2 separate regions of the Hordeum vulgare genome follow, and region 1 is linked to region 2. Evidence: chromatin contacts called from public Hi-C data. All regions are on one chromosome and are shown on one strand. The core of a region is the stretch at or near the end of the contact, and the rest is flanking DNA. Distances in the headings are between cores, read along the strand shown. Region 1 holds the start of LOC123444380 (probable glutamate carboxypeptidase LAMP1). Region 2 holds the start of LOC123444379.

Region 1 (3,473 bases), core at 782-3,281, 570 kb before region 2:
AGCATTGCTCTGTTCTCTTCAACCCATTCTGTGGATCCTATCTGCAATTTTGTAAAGAAGTTAGTATGAAAAGGACAGGTGACCTGCTTGATAATAGTCCAAGGAAGAGGGAGGGAGAGAGAGAGAGAGACAGACCAATCCGTACTCTTCGGCATCCCAATTACACAAAATGATGGTTCGACGAGGTCTCCAACCCTTGTTTTGTAGCTTAGACAGCCTTTGAGCTAGCTACATTCAGTGGTAATTAAGAAGTCAATGTGTTCCTCCAGATCATTAGTAGACTAAAACAAAGGGGTGGCATAGAGCAACTGAATTTGCCATACCTCAAGCAAGGCTGCCGTTCCGCTGTTTGGGTCAGCTGCCCCAAATGTCCACGCATCGCGATGGTTGCCAAGAATAACATACCTGTATGTGGTGATGATTATTACCGGATATGTAGTTATCTACTCCCTTTGTTTCTAAATACAAGTCAGATTTTAATATAGGACTACATACAGAGTAAAATGAATAAATTTATACTCTAAAGTATGTCTACATACATCTGTATTTAGTCTTTTAATGGAACCTCTAAAAAAATATATATTATACTGAATTTCTTGCTGAGAGTAGGGGCCGGGGTTTGTTGGGCACTGAAGTGGAATCCCCATTGAAGTGAAGCGTATGGCAAACGGTGAGCGGTTTGTCCAGAAAAGGGAGAAACGTGGCGAGCTTTACTTACCTGTCTGGTTCTTCTTTCCCTTCAATCACTGAAATGACATTCTGAATAGTAGCTATCGTCTCATTCCCCTGGAAAGAAACACACAAGCATCACTCAAGTCAGTCAGGAAGTGGAACCCAAAAGAGCATAGGCAGACACTATCTCATCTCCTTGACAGCAACTTTACTTACTGTATAGGTCAGATTGAGCACCGCCGGCCCGGGCCCGAGGCGGTAAACCGGCACGCCGTCGCCGTCGCCGCCTTGCCAATCCTTTGGCGCGACATCCCCGCCGGTGAGCCGGAGTATCGCCTCCCCGTCCCTCCCCGACACCGGCAGCGCCGGTACCCCCGGCATGTCGTCCGTGGCCATCGCCTCCGCGACGCTCACGCGCTCGCACCCCTCCGACGACGCCCACATCGGCGTCGTGGGGTCCCCCACCCCCTTGAACGTGCTCCCCACCTGCACGCCCGTCGCCGGCATCCACGGCCCGTCCGGAAAGGCCTTCCCCGGCGTGTAGTCCTTGGCGTCGGTGAATATCACCGCCGCCGCCGCGCCAGCGTCGCGGGCGTTCTTCACGATGTCGCCACGGTACACCTTGCCGTAGCGCGCGAGGGCGACCTTCCCGGTGACGTTTACGCCGCGGGAGGCGAGGTAGGCGTAGTCCTCCGTGCGGCCGTAGTTGGCGTAGACCACCTCGGCGGCGGCCGAGCCGGACGCCGCGTAGGCGAGGAAGGTGGGGACGACCTCCGCCGAGGCCGCGGCGTAGGGGTCGCCGGGGTAGGTGTCCTGGACCAACGCGAAGGCGGTGGCGTTGCGGCCTGGCGCGGAGAGGGAGAGGGAGCGGCTGACGGGGTAAGAGAGGAGGACGTCGTAGGGCGTGACGCGGGTGGGGAAGGAGAGGGAGGAGAGCGTGGAGGCGACGTGGTCGGCGGCGAGCGCGTTGGCCTCGGTGCCCGCGAGGTGGGGCCGGACGGTGAGCGCGCGCAGGTGCGCGGCGGCGGTGTCGTTGGAGCCCAGCGAGAGGAAGAGGGACTGGTAGTACGACGCGGCGGGCGCGACGAGGAGGTGGTAGTAGGTGGCGAACAACACGCCGACGAGGAGAGGGAGCAGGTGGAGCCTCGCGGTCGCCCGGCGGGGAGGAGGAGGGGTGGGGTCCATGGGGATGAGCGGTTTAAGCGCGGAGGAGTCGTCTTCGCCGTGCGGAGGCGGCATGGCGGCGGCGTCCGGCAGTGGCAAGGCGGGGTAATCCGGTAGTGCCTGGCGGCTGGCGTGGTGCGGCATGGCCGGAGTGGAGTGGAGTGGCGTTTTCCTATCTTCCGCTGATACGTTTTAGTATATACGTACGTTATATAGGAGTATATCTTTGGCTGCCTTTTTCTTTTACTATATTTCGCTGTCGGTACAGCGTGACGTGTGGTTCGTCGAATGATATTTTTTTATTGGGTCTATTTCTATATATAAAATGCGTTCGAATAATCGTGGATTGATTCGGATTGGACCTGTGTTTATGGCTACAATTATTTGAGGCTCTATTGCGCTCCAAGGATTTTAAATTCGTTAGTAGTATTAACGTAAAAACTTTTTTTTAGAACAACGTAAAAACAATTGGAAACTTATGAACATACTCATCTATCCTACTCCCTCCGTCCCATAATATAAGGGCATCGGCAACTCATAAATTCATTTCCGCATCCGTTCATGCACAAGGGATCAGTCCGCGGACACGAATGCGAAAAAACGATATTCAACTGTAGCCATATACATTTTGATAACAACTCAAACGAGCCGAATTTCATGCAAACACGATGTATTTCATTACATGTACATCCTAATCTGACTCTAAAGGTATAATTAATACCTAATTTAAATTATTGCCGACGCCCGTTCTCCATGTCCAGCCATGAAACCCAAGAATTGAAGCTTTGCCTTGTGCAGCTCCGCCTCCGTAATCTCCTCCTCTGGAGACCCGTCAAGCACAGATGCCCACCTCCACGTCGCCGCCAAGCGATTAATCAACCGACGTTGTTCAACCCACCAAGCTTGGCATCAACGGGAAGGAAGGAGCGATGGCCTTACAGAGCAGATGCGACCTCCTGTGCACTACTCCTCGTTGGTGCGGCAGCGTGTGTGGACGTGTCGGCTCCGTTGGGGGGGGGGGGCTCGGTGTTGTCCTCCTCATCGTCGCTGGTCTAGCCGAACGACGACACACCCTCCTCCTCGTTGCCGTCCTTGGCCGCGGACACCACCTCCGCCAACGTTGCCGGTACCGCCAATGGTCGAGGCGAATCTAGCAGATGGAGTGGTAGGACTCCAGCAGCGCCTCCTGCTCTGCCAGGTCCGTGAAGGGTGCGACCGCCCTGCCAACACCGAGCCGCTCCTCCGTCTGCAGGTGCTCCTCGAGGAGGAGGTGTTTGTAGGCAGCGTCATCTCGCGCCTCCCAGAGCGGCTCCTCCCACACCATGTCCATGTAATGGGCACGTGCCTCGTAGATGGTCATGGTGCAATGCACCAACGAGGAAGGCATGATGGAGGAAAAGGGTGGCGAGGCGGAGGAGGAAGATGAGGGCAGCATTGGGTCATTGTTAGTCGTGTCCTTCATTGAGGCGTCGACGTCCTCCGTCTGCTTGTCGGCCTGCTAGTGGGCAGCAATGCCGGCCATCTCCTTCTTCCGCTCGAGTGTCAGCTAACAACCCACAAGTGTAAGGGATCGCTTGTAGCATTTTTTGATAAGTAAGAGTGTCGAACCCAACGAGGAGTTAAATGCAAGGGCGAAT
Region 2 (3,779 bases), core at 910-3,409:
TAATGACAAACTAACGTGATACATGTTAACACATAACCAAAAAAAACATTTTTAAAAGTTTTCTAGGAAAGTATGCATTAGTGACATTGGTATTACCCTTTAAGAAGAATGAAAAAGGAAAAGAAAACATAATGAACTTCTTTACACATAAGTTTCTTTTATACAGTACGTAAGAATAAGCTTATAAGGGTGGAACTTTTGCAAATGATTGAACTAGTGCCATTGATAATACCCTTAAAGAAGAAAGATAATGAAATAAAAACAAAAATAAAAATAAAAATGTTTTGCAAGGAATAATGAACTAGTGACATTGTATTACTCTTTAATTAAGGAAAAAATAACTTCCATACAACTTTGCATGAAGTTACACTTTTTGCAATATGCAAAGAGCACTAATATCATAATTTTCACACCCTAGTATAATTTACATACACATTCCATAGTACTCCCTCTGTCCCAGAATAACTGTCTCAACTTTGTACTAATCTAGTACAAAATTGTACTAAGCTTAAGACACTTATTTTAGGACGGAGGGAGTATTGCATGTATACTTGCACACACAAAAAATGATGTTTTTTGAGGAAATGATGAGTTAGTGGCATTGGTATTACCCTTGAAGAAGAAGAAAAGAAATAACGATAAAATTTATGGATACATTTTGTTTCTTTATAATATGCAAAATAATAATATAATAGTTAATTTTTAAATAAATAGTTTTCTAAGAAGAAATGAATTAGTGACATCGAAATTAAGAAAGAAAGTAAAAAAACTAAAAGAAAAATCCATTTTTAGAAAAAATAAATAATGTATTAATGGCGTTGATATTACCATTTAGAAGTAAGAAAATAAAATTAAACTTAGAAAGGTTGCACACAACTTTTACATTGAAGTTGCAATGTTTATAATACACAAAGAACAAGTATGTAATAGTGCAATTTCCGCACACTAATATAATTTACACAATTATTCCATAATACTCGTATGTGTGCATTTGCACTCATCCAACGGCTCAAAAATACCCATAGAGGAAAAAGGAAAACATGTTGAAAATAAAAAATAACAAAAGAAACACATAGAATTTAAACAATTGGATAATGATCTTCGAGCCTATAAGAAAATCGACTGATTCCAAACACTGGCAAGTCAAAGTTTCAGCATAAAAAGACATGCAACAACACCGGATGAAGAAAAAACAGCACAAATCTTATCAAAAGACTCAACAATTGGGAAAATGATTTACCAAAATTTTGAAAGTAGACAATACTATAGCTAGAGTGAAAAGGATGTTATGTTCTTCGATCTTCTTGTTGTTGGATAAAAGAGCAGCTAAATGGTTCCCAAGCACATCTGCTCCTGTCCATAAACAGTAAAATCAAAATTTCAATTCATTTGAACATCCAAGCAGCTCTCAGCAAACAACAAAATTAGGGTTTGTGAAAAAGTTTATTGTTTGTGCACCCTGGTAAGTGCCACACGTAGCATGAACACATGGCAAATTCAAAGCGGTTTTATGGAAAGTTTAGTGGCCCTAGGATGCCAACTTTAGTTGTTAAGCATGAAAACTTTCTTTTCAGATGAAGAGTTTCAGTTTTTTTAGATTTTTTTTTGGATGGCAACTTTAATTTTAAATAACGACATGGCCGGTGTGCTCCGTGTCACACTGCATGACACTTATTATTTGGTTTTTTCTTTGTTGAAAGCTGTTTAGATGTCTAAATGCGTTGAAATTTGACGCGGATCTCATGCACTATTTTTTTCCCATGCAAAATAACTACTCCCTCTGTTTCTAAATATTTTTATTTTAAATATTTCACTAGAAGAATACATACGAAACAAAATGAATGAATCTACACTTTAAAATATATCCATATACATTCGTATGTAGTATCCTACTGAAACCTCTAAAAATACTTATATTTAAAAATGAAGGGAGCAGGAATTTTTCGAATTGTGTTAGTATTTTTTTTGAAGTATTTTTATTTTATTTTAGTGTTCGTCGGATTTTTTTTTAAACTCGGTGTTCATCAGATGAGCTCGGGAGCCGAAACAGATATTCGTTTGGAGAACCGCATTGTCCGCAATTGCTCTGTTACTGGACTTATTGGGCCGTACTTATCAAAGAGGCAGTTTTATCAAAGAGGTCTTACGTTTCGGGCCGACGAACAAAGTATTTGTGGGCTCAGGCCTGCGAACCACCAAGACTGGAAGTCCATGGCGGCGGAGGAAGCGGAGCTTGGTTCCCCGGCGTCGGCGCAGCCGCCGGCACCGAAGCGGCGGAAGATCGAACCGTCTCGGAGGTACCCTCCGCGCATTTCCGCGCTACCCTTTCAATTATCCTCAGCGTGACTGCCGCGTGCTTCCAACTCCCCAATCTGATGGATGATTTGCCTAATCTCTCACGATCCCGCTGCGCCGTCCTTTAGTTTTGGGAAGAAATCGCAAAGGTTCCGACCTTGGTTGTGGGGCGTGCCAGTGGTGTGGGGTGGCTACAGGTGTAGTGTTCTTTTAGGTAAAGATTCCGGACTAGCCTGCCGACTAGCTGATCCTGTCACCGAGCACCGCTGTACGTTAGGTTTTGGTGTTCTTTGAAAGGGGCTTTGGAATGTGGCAATGTGCTTGTTTATCTATTTTTGGGCAAAAGTCTCGATATTCCCAGAGGGACCTTGTTGATTGAGGCGAATATCGGTCGCTTTTGCATTTCTGTCCCGGACATATAATTTTTCAGGCAATATGCTGGGTTGGGGTATCAACCACAATTGAGTGGAGGAGTGGGTAATTTGATGACAGAACGAGCAACTCTCGCGTACCCAGTGGTGAATTCTTTCTGACGCTTGAAAATCAACTGCCCCTATTGCAATCACTATTTTGCTCAGGGTTCTGTTCGTCCAACTCCTCTGACCGTGCATTGTAATTGAAAACTTGGGTTGGGTGCAGTCAATCTCACGTTCTGTAGATCCTTTGTGGATAGCTATGACAAATCAATACCACCATTAACTCATCGAACCAAACTAGCTATTCAGTTAGTTAACTTTACATTGTGTGTCTGTATGTGATTGTAAGCGTTGGGTTCAATGACATTATCAACCTGAACGCACTAGAGGGTACCTTGCCTGAATTGAGAATAGCACCAACCGTATGCTAATTGATGACTTGATGCACTGACAGTCAGCATGAAAATATTTTATACCATACAGAAAATTGTGCATTTAACCTTTTATTCCTTACTCATTCTTTTTTGCAATTCATTTTTGCTTTGCACGCACTGGTTACTAAGAGCAGCGATTTTGTTCTGTTGACTGCAGCAGCCATGCCTTTCTGCTGACTGTAATTTCTCATCAGTTTACTTTCTTGTCTAGTATGGTAAATATGTTGTTGTTGTGCTTTGGAACACAGGAGTAGACCTCCTTCTCAAACTGCTGTTGATAAGGACAAAGTGGCGGCATCATCCAATACATCGGTATGCTCAAATTCCTGACACGTTGATTGGCAATTTATACTTCTCTCATCTTTCTTGATTTCTCCTAACATCCTTTCTTGATGTTAACATCACCTTTCCAGGTTTCAGGCACACCGCTAGCGAGAGTGGATCTCAACAAAATTAGAGAGGCAAAGCAATTTGCTGTCCTTCAAGCACAGCACGAGGGATGCCTTGGAAGCTTCAAAAGCTTTGATTCTCTGTTTGGAAATTATCTCGTTCCTGTTACTCCAAGCGATGACTTCTTCGAGCAAATTTCAAAGAAGTGATCCAACAAATTTGACAGACGTGAAGAGGTAGGACG

Evidence for each region. A called contact is a pair of places that touch in the nucleus more often than the background predicts.
Region 1: a Hi-C map of seedling shows a contact between it and region 2, with 3 times the contacts expected there. The contact joins the promoter of LOC123444380 here to the promoter of LOC123444379 in region 2. A contact is called at or near these places in 2 of 6 Hi-C or Micro-C datasets (leaf and seedling).

The regions. Positions count from the first base shown.
Region 1 is chr3H:480,489,762-480,493,234 of MorexV3_pseudomolecules_assembly, reverse strand. LOC123444380 (probable glutamate carboxypeptidase LAMP1) reads right to left here and starts at 2,031. Exons shown (of 12, transcript XM_045121073.1): 1 at 889-2,031; 2 at 719-786; 3 at 324-405; 4 at 136-228; 5 at 1-41. The coding sequence starts at 1,980.
Region 2 is chr3H:479,917,669-479,921,447 of MorexV3_pseudomolecules_assembly, reverse strand. LOC123444379 reads left to right here and starts at 2,159. Exons shown (of 3, transcript XM_045121072.1): 1 at 2,159-2,297; 2 at 3,394-3,457; 3 at 3,559-3,779. The coding sequence starts at 2,212. The coding sequence ends at 3,744.